3 separate regions of the Mus musculus genome follow, and regions 1 and 3 are each linked to region 2. A link is a contact called in public HiChIP or PLAC-seq data. All regions are on one chromosome and are shown on one strand. Each heading gives the region's core, a stretch centred on a gene start, on an enhancer-like site or on the middle of the called end of the contact. The rest is flanking DNA. Distances are from core to core; before and after follow the strand shown.

Evidence for each region. HiChIP or PLAC-seq counts read pairs in DNA pulled down with a chosen protein or histone mark.
Region 1: an HNF4G HiChIP or PLAC-seq map of pancreatic cancer cells shows a contact between it and region 2. The contact joins two enhancer-like sites. A contact is called at or near these places in 1 of 484 Hi-C or Micro-C datasets (embryonic stem cells) and 6 of 115 datasets of contacts at active chromatin or transcription factors (bone marrow-derived macrophages, embryonic stem cells, extraembryonic endoderm stem cells and 2 more).
Region 3: a FOXA1 HiChIP or PLAC-seq map of pancreatic cancer cells shows a contact between it and region 2. The contact joins two enhancer-like sites. A contact is called at or near these places in 6 of 39 promoter capture datasets (the C10 cell line, cranial neural crest, embryonic stem cells and 3 more) and 2 of 115 datasets of contacts at active chromatin or transcription factors (bone marrow-derived macrophages and pancreatic cancer cells).

What each region holds. Positions count from the first base shown.
Region 1 is chr4:145,270,745-145,274,241 of GRCm38.p6, forward strand. The region is part of intron 12 of Tnfrsf8 (tumor necrosis factor receptor superfamily, member 8); the gene reads right to left. Among named protein-coding and RNA genes, the nearest start is that of Gm36233, 7.5 kb to the left of the region's middle. Within about 2 kb of position 2,112, at least 88 of the 459 cell types and tissues checked have an H3K27ac peak or open chromatin away from gene starts, as enhancers often do. A contact at or near this core is called in pancreatic cancer cells, where this site is marked.
Region 2 is chr4:144,928,366-144,931,793 of GRCm38.p6, forward strand. It overlaps a transcript of Vps13d not described here. Among named protein-coding and RNA genes, the nearest start is that of Gm42344, 27 kb to the right of the region's middle. Within about 2 kb of position 1,771, at least 157 of the 459 cell types and tissues checked have an H3K27ac peak or open chromatin away from gene starts, as enhancers often do. A contact at or near this core is called in bone marrow-derived macrophages and pancreatic cancer cells, where this site is marked.
Region 3 is chr4:145,253,293-145,256,498 of GRCm38.p6, forward strand. The region is part of intron 2 of Gm36233 (a long non-coding RNA gene); the gene reads right to left. Among named protein-coding and RNA genes, the nearest start is that of Tnfrsf1b, 8.0 kb to the left of the region's middle. Within about 2 kb of position 1,264, at least 139 of the 459 cell types and tissues checked have an H3K27ac peak or open chromatin away from gene starts, as enhancers often do. A contact at or near this core is called in bone marrow-derived macrophages and pancreatic cancer cells, where this site is marked.

The sequences.
Region 1 (3,497 bases), core at 862-3,361, 340 kb after region 2:
AATCCCAACACTCGGGAGGCAGAGGCAGGCAGATTTCTGAGTTCAAGTCCAGCCTGGTCTACAGAGTGAGTTCCAGGACAGCCAGGGCTACACAGAAAAACCCTGTCTCGAAAAACAAAAACAAAAAACAAAAACAATGAACAAACAAACAAACAGACAAAGAATCTGATTGAAAGAAAAAGAAAAAAGGGAGCAGGGGCCACATGCAGGATCACAGGCTTGTAATATCAAAGGCTACAAGCCCTGAGGGTCAGAAGTTCAAGGCCATCCTTGGCTGCAAAGCCAGTTCAAAGCTAGCCTGGGCTAAAGGAGACCCTGTTTGTTTGTTTAATCAAACAAACAAATAAAACAAAACAAAAACAATCCAGAGAACAACAAGGCTGGGGAGATAACCTAGAAGGAAAAGTGCTGGTTATACAAGCACAAAGACCAGAGTTCAGATCTCCAACAGCCAAATGAGTGCTGTGTAGGGGTGTGTGTATGTGTGTGTGTGTGTGTGTGTGTGTGTGTGTGTGTGTGTGTGTGTGTGTGTGGCAGCCTATATCCCCAGCATGTAGGGGGCAGAGACTGGGGATCCCCAAGCAAGGTAGCTAGCTAATAATTCCATCAGTGAGCTCTGGGTTCAAGTGAGAGATCCTTGCAAGATGTAAGGTGGAGTGTAATCATAATAACCAACTCAACCTCTGGCCTCTGTGTACACACGTGCACACATATGCACACACACACATACACATGCACACATACACATGCACACACATATACTCGCGCACACACACACACACACACACTCAAACACACACACACACACACACACACACACACACACTCAAACACACCCACACACAGCTTTTAATTTTAAAAATTAAAATTTAAACCAAACAAAGGTGAGTGGACTAGCTCAGTAGTAGAGCATTCCCCTAGTATGTAAAAGGCACCAGGTTCAATCCCTGGTACCAAAAAGAACAGATGGGACCAGAGGTCAGTTACTGGGGTCAACTAAGAAGAGGTTACTGTAGGAGGTTAGGCGGATGCTGCTTGTATTCAAATGCTAAATCCTGGCTCCCACCATCTGGCTACCTCCACCCCGCACAAGGAGATCACAAGGCATGAGGAGATCCTCATGTGTACCACATTTGCTATGTAACCTTGCTCCTCAAGTTAATTGGTCAATAAAAAGCTAAGGCCCGTGATTGGGCAAAAGGTAGAAGTAGGCGGGTTTTCAGCTACCTGGTTGGGGTTTGCAGGTAGAGAGAGGGAAGAAGAAAGGACACAGAGACTAGAGAAGGCCATCATGAGAAAACATGAACCATGAGCACATGGCCGGGAAAAACATCAAGTAACAAGGGACATATGGCTGGGACATAAGTTAGAATAGCCCCAAATCTGCCCAGTCTAGGATTATGGCTTGTAAATAAGATACCTGGATTGTGTGTCTTTTATATGGGCTAGTTAAAATACTTCATTTTAGCTATGAGAGGGACTCACAGAGTTGAAGGAGAGAACTGACTCCCACAAGTTGTCCTCTGATTTCCACACTCATGCAGTGGCATACACACAAACTAAATGTATGAGATGAAAGCATTTCAAGATGGCTCAGTAAGTCAAGGTATTTGTTGCCAAACCCAAAGACCGGAGTTTGATCCCTCGGACCCACATGGTGGAAGGAGAGAACTGACATGTATAAGTGGTCCTCTGACTTCTACATGCACACGTGACACCCCGCCCCCCAATAAATAAAGAGAGAGAGAAACAGAGACAGAGAGACAGAGAGGTATTGGAGAGTAATGTGTATGTGAGGCGGGAGGTGTGAGGGCAGAAGAAACCAAGGCCAGAGCAGAGACAGGCTACTGCTCTGTCATGCCTATGGAGCCCGATCCTCTGGCTTTATCATCACAGGCTGCCTACCTCCAGCTGCTTAGATTCCACCCCCACCCCAGCTCTGGGGAAAATGCCCCAGTCAAGTTAAGGAAAGAAGAGGCAAAGTGGGTACAGCCAGAGAAGGAGGAAACTTAGACCCATTTGTCCTTGTAGGAAACTGGATGGGGAGACTGCTCTTCTGGTGTGTCACTCAGAGGACAAATGAGTCACCTGAGTTCTGGTGTCCCAGAGGACCTCTTAAGGCCTTCCCTCAGCAGCCCTTCCTCATCCCTAACCCTTGCCACCTCCCTCCCTGAACAGGCTCTGGCCCTGTTTCCAAGTTCCAAGCCCTTTAGTCATCTTGGATTCAAACACCATCAGGACTCCTTGGAAAACTGAAGGAGCCTTTGGCAGTGTTTTTCCAAACACATTCTTTTCAAATAGAGCTTAACCGAGAGCAGTTAACTGCAAACATTTCTTTGAGACCAAGACAGCTCTAGAGCTCTCATCACCACAGACTTCCAGGGGAATGTGAAGAACTGTCACCAATGTCCTTCTAGCATCAGAACAGAGCCAGCAGCACTCTAGGGAGCACCTAGCTGGGGGCTGGGACACTGGGTGGAGAAGCTCAGCTGAGAGCATTGGCTTGTTCAGAGTAGACAGTGTGAGAATGCTACCTCTAGGACATGAAGGGGTAACCAGGCTCAAAAGGCCTGCTATAGTAGAGGAAATAACCCTGCAGAGCAGCTTAGGGAGAAAGGGGAGGGGAGAGGGGGAGGGGGAGGGGAGAAGCAGGGAGAGGGAGATGAAAATTCAGAAAGCCGCCCCTCAGAGGGAGAACAGATGCCTCAGAAGGGATGGAACAGCTGGCTGAGACCATCCTTGAATGCCAGAATAAGAACCTAACATTCCAACTTGAGAGTGAAGGGGACAATATACATCAGCGGTCCTCAGCCTTCCTAATGCTGTGACCCTTTAATACAGTCCCCCATGCTGTGACCTACAGCCATACCATTATTCCCATTGCTACTCCTTAACTGTAATGTTGCTACTGTTAACCCACAGGTTAGGAACCACTGATACATGTTCGGAAGTGGTGGGAAGTGAGGATGGAAGCAGGGCCCATAGGAGCCATGGCAGATGTTTTCCTGGCTGGAGGGCAGCAGAGAGGAGAAATGCAGGAGGGCCAGGGCTGGTCTCTAGGCTTCCGCTGAGACCCATGAGTACGACGAACAAAAAAAATCAATGTTCCAGAACCCAGCAGATGTGGGGCTGAGTCTTGGCAACTGAAGAAGAAACCCCACTCCATGCCTCAGTTTCTCCAGCCATGAAAGAGGGTGATGTCATTGTTCCCAGAGGTTGTGACAGACATGAAGTGGTGTTGCTAGATAAGGGTCTGACATCATTCCGAACCTTCTGGCTCTGTATTAGGCCAGTGGGGAAAGACTCTCTTTCTCTTTAAGGATGACACACACTGTGTTCATCACTCCGTGCCCTCTTAGTGAATGTCCCCAGTTCTCCCCACGAAGTGTCACTCTGGCCTTCTTCCTGGACAGAAGCTTGATGTAGGGCAGAGTGAAGGGTGGCAAGGAATGCATAGCTCCCCAAGTCCCATCCAGAGCTCAGCACCCATCTCCCAT
Region 2 (3,428 bases), core at 521-3,020:
AGACCTAAGCATCTCTGGCTGGACCCTTGTGCTTATAGCAAGGAGGATGGGATAACTTGAAGGAAAGCAGGCTGGTCTGCAAGAGAAACACCAGGTATACGCTGTTTATGGAGCACTGATGGGGTACTGCCAGCCTAAGACATGGTGTTTACACTGTATCAAGTATCAGCTCTCCCTGCAGCCACTAGAGGAAAAAGCCCTCCCCCGCCCCCCCCCCAAAAAAAAGAAGAAAAAAAAAACAACAGCTCAGAGTGAGCACTGTCAAACCACTTGGTGGTGGGCAGCCAGATGCGATCCCCAGATCACTGTAGCTTCCTATAGGGAAAGTGTCTGCCCTGCAACCTCAACTTATTCATGAAACCATCTTCCCTCTGAGAAGCCATTATCCAAGATGAGAGCTCCCAGGGGATAAATGTACTGGTCTACCCTCATGCCCTCTTCAGGTTCTCCCTGGAAATAGTGCATGTCACTTCCACTCCCATTTCATTGGGCAAATCTGGTCACGTGATCATTGCCTGACAAAGATCCTGGGAGGATCATGTGGGCTGCCAAGCCCTTGAAGAAGACTTCATGAGGAAAAGTTAGAAATGAAGCCAACACAAGGATGTAGTAGCCCCGGAACCCATGCTGATACTGAGCAATCCCTACATAGGCAGAGACCTGGCTCACTTCCCAAACACTCTTCCAAAGGGAGAGTTTGGGAACTTATTTCGCAGATGAGAAGATGGGTTCAAAGCAGGATGTGGGCTTGTCCACACAGCTCTGACCCCTGGTTTTCTGTGACATCAGACAATAGCAAGCAACAAGGAGTCACATCCCAGCCATCTGTCACCTGCATTTTGGTCCTTGAGAATAGGTGTGTCCAGCGTGTATGGGGGATGTTAGTACTGCCTCAGCTCCCTTATGGTGTCTGGAAATCTCCTACAGCAGGTGCCTCTGCCTGGCTCTTCTAGGAGAGAGGCAGGGATGAGTCCATCTTCGTGGACAGGGAGAAATGAGTGTGTGTGTGTGTGTGTGTGTGTGTGTGTGTGTGTGTGTGTGTGTGTGTGTGTGTGTGTGTGTGAGGGTTCCTGTCTGCTAAGCCCCAGTTTTCCTGATCACCTCTGAGCAACTGAGGTATTTTTGTATCATGGTCTGTAGGCTGACGTTATAGAGATGTTTTGATTATTGGGGTGTCCATGAAGTTGCATTTAGCCTATAAACTGGAAATGTAGTGACAACCTCAAGGGACTATGCTGGGATGCTAGAATAAGCAAGACTCAGAGAGTCTTTACCAGGGCAAGCATGTATGATCACTGCCTCAGCTACAGGGACTGGATACCTTGGTTTCCCAGTATGCAATGGTTTCTCTTGGTGGTAGGGTGGGGCCTTGTTTCCCCCACAACACACCGCAATACACCAACACCCCACTTTTGGCTTTTTTTTTTTCCTCTTCCTTTTTTTTGGATTGCTTCCAATAGAAACCAGAGAAAAGGCCTTGGGCAGATTCCCAGGAGGCCTCTCTGGTCCCTCCCTGGAATGGTTTGACTGCCTGGAGAGCTTCAAGAGTGAGAGTGGAGAGCTAATTCTGTCCCTTTGCTTGTCCAAGTGAAGGAGAGTGACAAGCGCCAACCCCCTGAGGGGCAAAACAGGCTGTGCCAACCCTGTAAAGAAGCCTTGGGTCCTGGGAAATGACCCAGTTGCCAGGCTGGAGGTTCCTCCCAAGCCCCAAAGAGAAGCAGATTGGGAGTGGGTGCCAAGCCCAGGGAGGCATCAGACCTCAGCCCTGTCTGGCTCAGGTCCAGGGGAGCAGGCTGTCTGGCTGGACCAGTGGTCAGGAATTCAGTCCTGTGGTCACCAGTAGTTCCCAGAGACCAAATTCTTTGAGAAACCAACTCTCCCAGGAATAAGCTGATGTCTTAAAAAAAACGAAACAGAAAGATCCAAGGTTGACTCCAGAGGTCACTATTAGGACCCTCCTAGCTGAGAACTCCATCCCATAGAAGGCAGTTTTCACCTTTATGGTGTTTCTATCTGATGGAAGACAAACAAACAAAAAGAACCCAGGCCACAAGGAACAGGAGCTGAGGTTCTCAAAGAACAGCTCTACTGGCTGGGAAAGGAGAGAGGAGGCTGTCGCCCAAGTACAGCCCCTCCCCCAGGAACGTCTTTCTGACGCTCAGTGGTATGGGACTGAACTAAGCCGAGAGGACTTCTCTACGCACACTCCTGGCTTCAGGCAAAGCCAAAGGCGACAAATATCCGCTGACGCAGAAGGAAGGGCTGGAACTGCTCCCGGACAAGTCTCCTAAGTTCCCAAACATTCCTTAGGGCTTGGAGTGCAGCTCAGTTTGTGGAGTGCTTGCCTAGCTCTGGGTTTGATTCCCCAATACCACAAAAACCAAGCGTGGTATATGCTTTTATTTCTAGCACTTGAGAGATGGGGGCAGGAGAATCAAAAGTTCAAGGCTTTCTTCAGCTATATAAGGAGCTGGAAGCCAGTCCAGGAGTTGATTTGAGACCCTGTATCAAACCACAAACAAACAAAAAACATTGATTAGGGGCCAGAGAGATGACACAGCAGACAAGGGCACTTACTGTCTGCCTAGACAACCTGAGTTATATCCCTGAGGTCCGCCCTTACCCTTGGATGATTCTCTGTCCTCCATATGTACCCTCCCCCTCCCCAGAACACACAATAGATAGATTGGTGTACAATAGTTTAAAACATACCTGGGTCCACATGTGTCTACATGGGAGGGCTGTTCAGAGTGGGATTAAGATAGCTCTTCACATCCCCGGAGCCACTGTGCTTATCTGTTCAAAGCTCCCACTCCCCAGCTCTTGAGCCCACCCTGAAGCCAGAAAGCTCCATAGGAAGTGGGAGGCCCTGGGATCTGGGGGAAGGGGAAGCTGACTTACACCTCCCTTTCTCATTGCTGTAATAAAACACTGGCAAAGGCAACTTAAGGAAGAAAGAGTTTACTTTGGCTCCCAGTTCAAGGGAAAGTCCATCAAGGTAGGGAAGCGGGAGCCTGAAACAGCTAATCATGTTATGTCTACAATCGGAGCGATGGACGCATGCGTAGTAGGACTCAGCTCACCGTCGATTTCATACAGGCCAGGATCTCCTATCTAGGGAGTTGTCCTGGCCACAATTAAGATTCTCTTCCCATATTGAACCATTTCCCACAGGTATGCTCAGGGACCTTCCTCCCAGGCCATTTTAGATTCTTCTGCCTTGATAGCAATTAATATTCACTCTTAAAAGAAGGAATTCATAATTCCTAGTGAGCGCTATCCCACCATCCTTGCCTTTGAGAAGCTCTTTGACACAGCTCCCTATGTCTTGGGAAGAAAAAAGACAGGGATGATCCCTTAGAAGACACAGCTGGGACTAAGAGCTATTGTCCTGCTGGGATACTGCTCTCCAAATGGGAGATGCCCAG
Region 3 (3,206 bases), core at 14-2,513, 320 kb after region 2:
TGCAGCCCAGGCTGGCCTGAAGCTTATTGTATAGCTAAGGATGACCTTGGAATCCCATGCTTCTGCCTCCGCTCCTTGGTGCTGGGATTATAGGTGCTTACCAGGTGTCCATTCATACCATGTTAGGGATGGGAGCCAGGACTACATGAGTGCTGGCATGCCTGATATCACTAAGTTATATCTCCACTCTCTCTCTGTCTCTGTCTCTCTATTTATTTATCTATTCATTCATTCATTCATTCATTCATTCATTCATTCATTCATTCATTCATTCATTTATTTTTCTGGTGCTTGGACTAGACCCAGGCTCTGTAAACTCAAGGAAAGGACCTGAGTCACACCTCCAGCTCTCCCTCCTTTATCAATTCTGCATCACTCCAGAATGCTCTCAATTCTGCATCACTTCCTGGCTCCCCTCTCCAGCCTGGCCTCTCTCACCTGACTTCTAAGACAGCCCTTCCCAGGACCAGCCTTCCTGCCCTCACTCCTCTAACTCCACACCCATTTCTTTCTCCCCATCTTTTCTGGGTCTCTACAAACCACCTATGCCCTCTGCCCCTCCACATCTTGCTTGTCTCTCCCTCTGTCTACGAGGGACACAGGGAGATGGTGGTCCCATCCGTGGGCCATAGGTTTCCAGGTACAGACTCTAAGACAAGCAATGGCTACCCCCACCCTTACATACTATCGATTCTGGCCTCAGTTTCCCTGCCTTACTCTATAAATGGCCTCACTGCCCTCTGGTGTGTTTTCTTGTGTTCCTAAATCTGTGGCTGGTCTGAGCACAATTTCTTTCATATTCTCTTGATCACTTGCTCATTGAATCTCAGGTCTAGAGGGTAGAATGAATTGTATTATTTGGGTCTTGCCAAGCAATGCTCTTCCTACCCTCTCTCCCCTATTTCTCTTTTTGACTCTCTCTGCCTCTCTGTGTGTTTAACTTGAGCTCCAGGCTCCTCCATGTTAAATATGCACTCTACCACTGAGCTATGGTAAATATGTTAAATATGCACTCCCCCCAAGTCTATTTTCTCTCAAACCCTGTTCCCCATCCCACCCCAAATAGGATCCTTACTGCTGCAATCTATACGTTCTTGTAAGTAAATCAGGTGTGGCTTATGGGTGTTTCAGTGTCTCAGGAGTAGGCTGTGGATCACAAGCTACTGGGTACATGTGTATTTATTTCCCTAACACTGCCCGATTCCTCTGTGCCGCCCACGCAGTCACACCCTACCAGCAGGGCCAGAGAGTTCCTATTTTGGCACGTTTTCCCCTGAACTCCCCACTAGCCAGCTTTCTGACTCGGGCCAGTGCGGTGGGTGTGGAGTGGAACCGGCTGGTACCTCATTTGCATTTCTCTGAAGTTCGTGGGTCTAAGCACCTCTTCGCTGCTGCTGAGTCATTCGGGTTTCCCCTTCTGTGAACTGCTTTTCAACATCCTTTCATCCGATCGTTATTATTTCCTGTCTTCTTGTAGAGCTGCTCTAATTCTTTGTATCTTCTAGATATTTATCCCTCGTCATTTTTCAGATATCATAAAGACCTCCTCCATTCTGGTATATGGTTGCTGTCTTTATTCGGGCTTTCCCCTCATTGTTTAAACATTCCTTAATTGGACCGCTCCAGAAGTAAAAGGTTTGTGCCACTAAGCCTCACAGTCTAAATTGGATCGCCAGGAATCACGGTGTGGAAAGACTGTGATTCTAAAACTCCTGAAAGTTGTTCATGTACATGTCTCCTTACTCCCCACCCCAACACATACACCAGTCTAAATCATACATACATACATACATACATACATACATACATACATACATACATGTAATTTTAAAAAACATTTTTAAAGGTCTATTTAAAAAGTCCCTGGTTGACTGGTCTACAAATACAAAGTGAGTTCCAGGACAGCCAGAGGTAGACAGAGAAATCATGTCTCAAAAAACCAAAAAAAAAAAAAAAAAAAGTCGATTGTTGGTGTGTGTGTGTGTGTATACATGCATGTGTGCGTGTGTTTTATTTTGTGCATTTTGTGTGTGTGTGTGTATACATGCATGTGTGTGTGTGTGTGTTTTATTTTGTGCATTTTGTGTGTGTGTGTGTATACATGCATGTGTGTGTGTGTGTTTTATTTTGTGCATTTTGTGTGTGTGTGTGTTGTTTTTTGAGACAGGGTTTCCTTGTGTAGCCCTGACTGTCCTAGAACTCGCTCTGTGGACCTCGCTGGCCTCCAACTCAAAGAGCTACCTGCCTCTGACTCCTGAGTGCTAGGGTTAAACGCTTGCACCACCATGGCCAGGCGAAAAAACAAAAACAAAAATAAAAACAAACAAAACAAAACAAAAAAACCAATTCCTTAATTTTAATGTAACAAAAATCCATCAATATTCTCCATTAGATCATAGTTGAAAGGACCTTCCTTACATGGAGGTCATGAAGATGCTTTTGTTTTTCTTTTCTGTTTGTTGGCTTAATAATTCTAGCTGGGCCAATCAAAGATCTGAAGTACATGCAATATATATGGTGTAAAGACCCAATTTTATTTCCAATTTTTACCCAATTTCTGTCTGCCTGCCTTTCTTATACTGCCAAACAAGCACTCCATTCTTCCATCATTTGTTGCAAGTATGTGGGTCAGTTGCTAGAAGAGCTCGTCTCCTCTTTCAGTCTTGTTATTTCTAGACCTGTTCCACATTGTTGTTGGTAGACCCTCGAAGAATGTTTAGTAGACACGGTGAATTCTCTTTGTTTGCTACTCTTTTTCATAATTGGCTTAAGGGAAGATTGCCTCCCCAGCAAAATAATAATAATAATGATAATAGCTGATGAGAGGGCTTACTTCGTAAGAGTGCTTGCTGCACAAGCATGAAGACTTGAGTTCAAGTCTCCAGCACCTACATAAGAAAACAGGTTTGGTCATACATTCTGGTAACCCTGGTGCTGTACATAGCCGAGACATTAGTAGTTCTTAGGCTTGCTGGCTGCCAACCTAGCTACAGATTTGGTGAGAGATCCTGTCTCAAGGGAAGAAGGCAGAGAGTGACAAAGCAGGACACCTTATGTCTTCATCTGTCACCTGTACGTGCACACACGGATGTATGCTCCATCGCCCTTTCAATGCCCCCCCCAACAATTTCCCAAACACCAGCTGAGGGTTCCTGGCTAGTGAAATGATTCTGCATGTAAAGGCACTTTCTGCCATACTCTGCCAT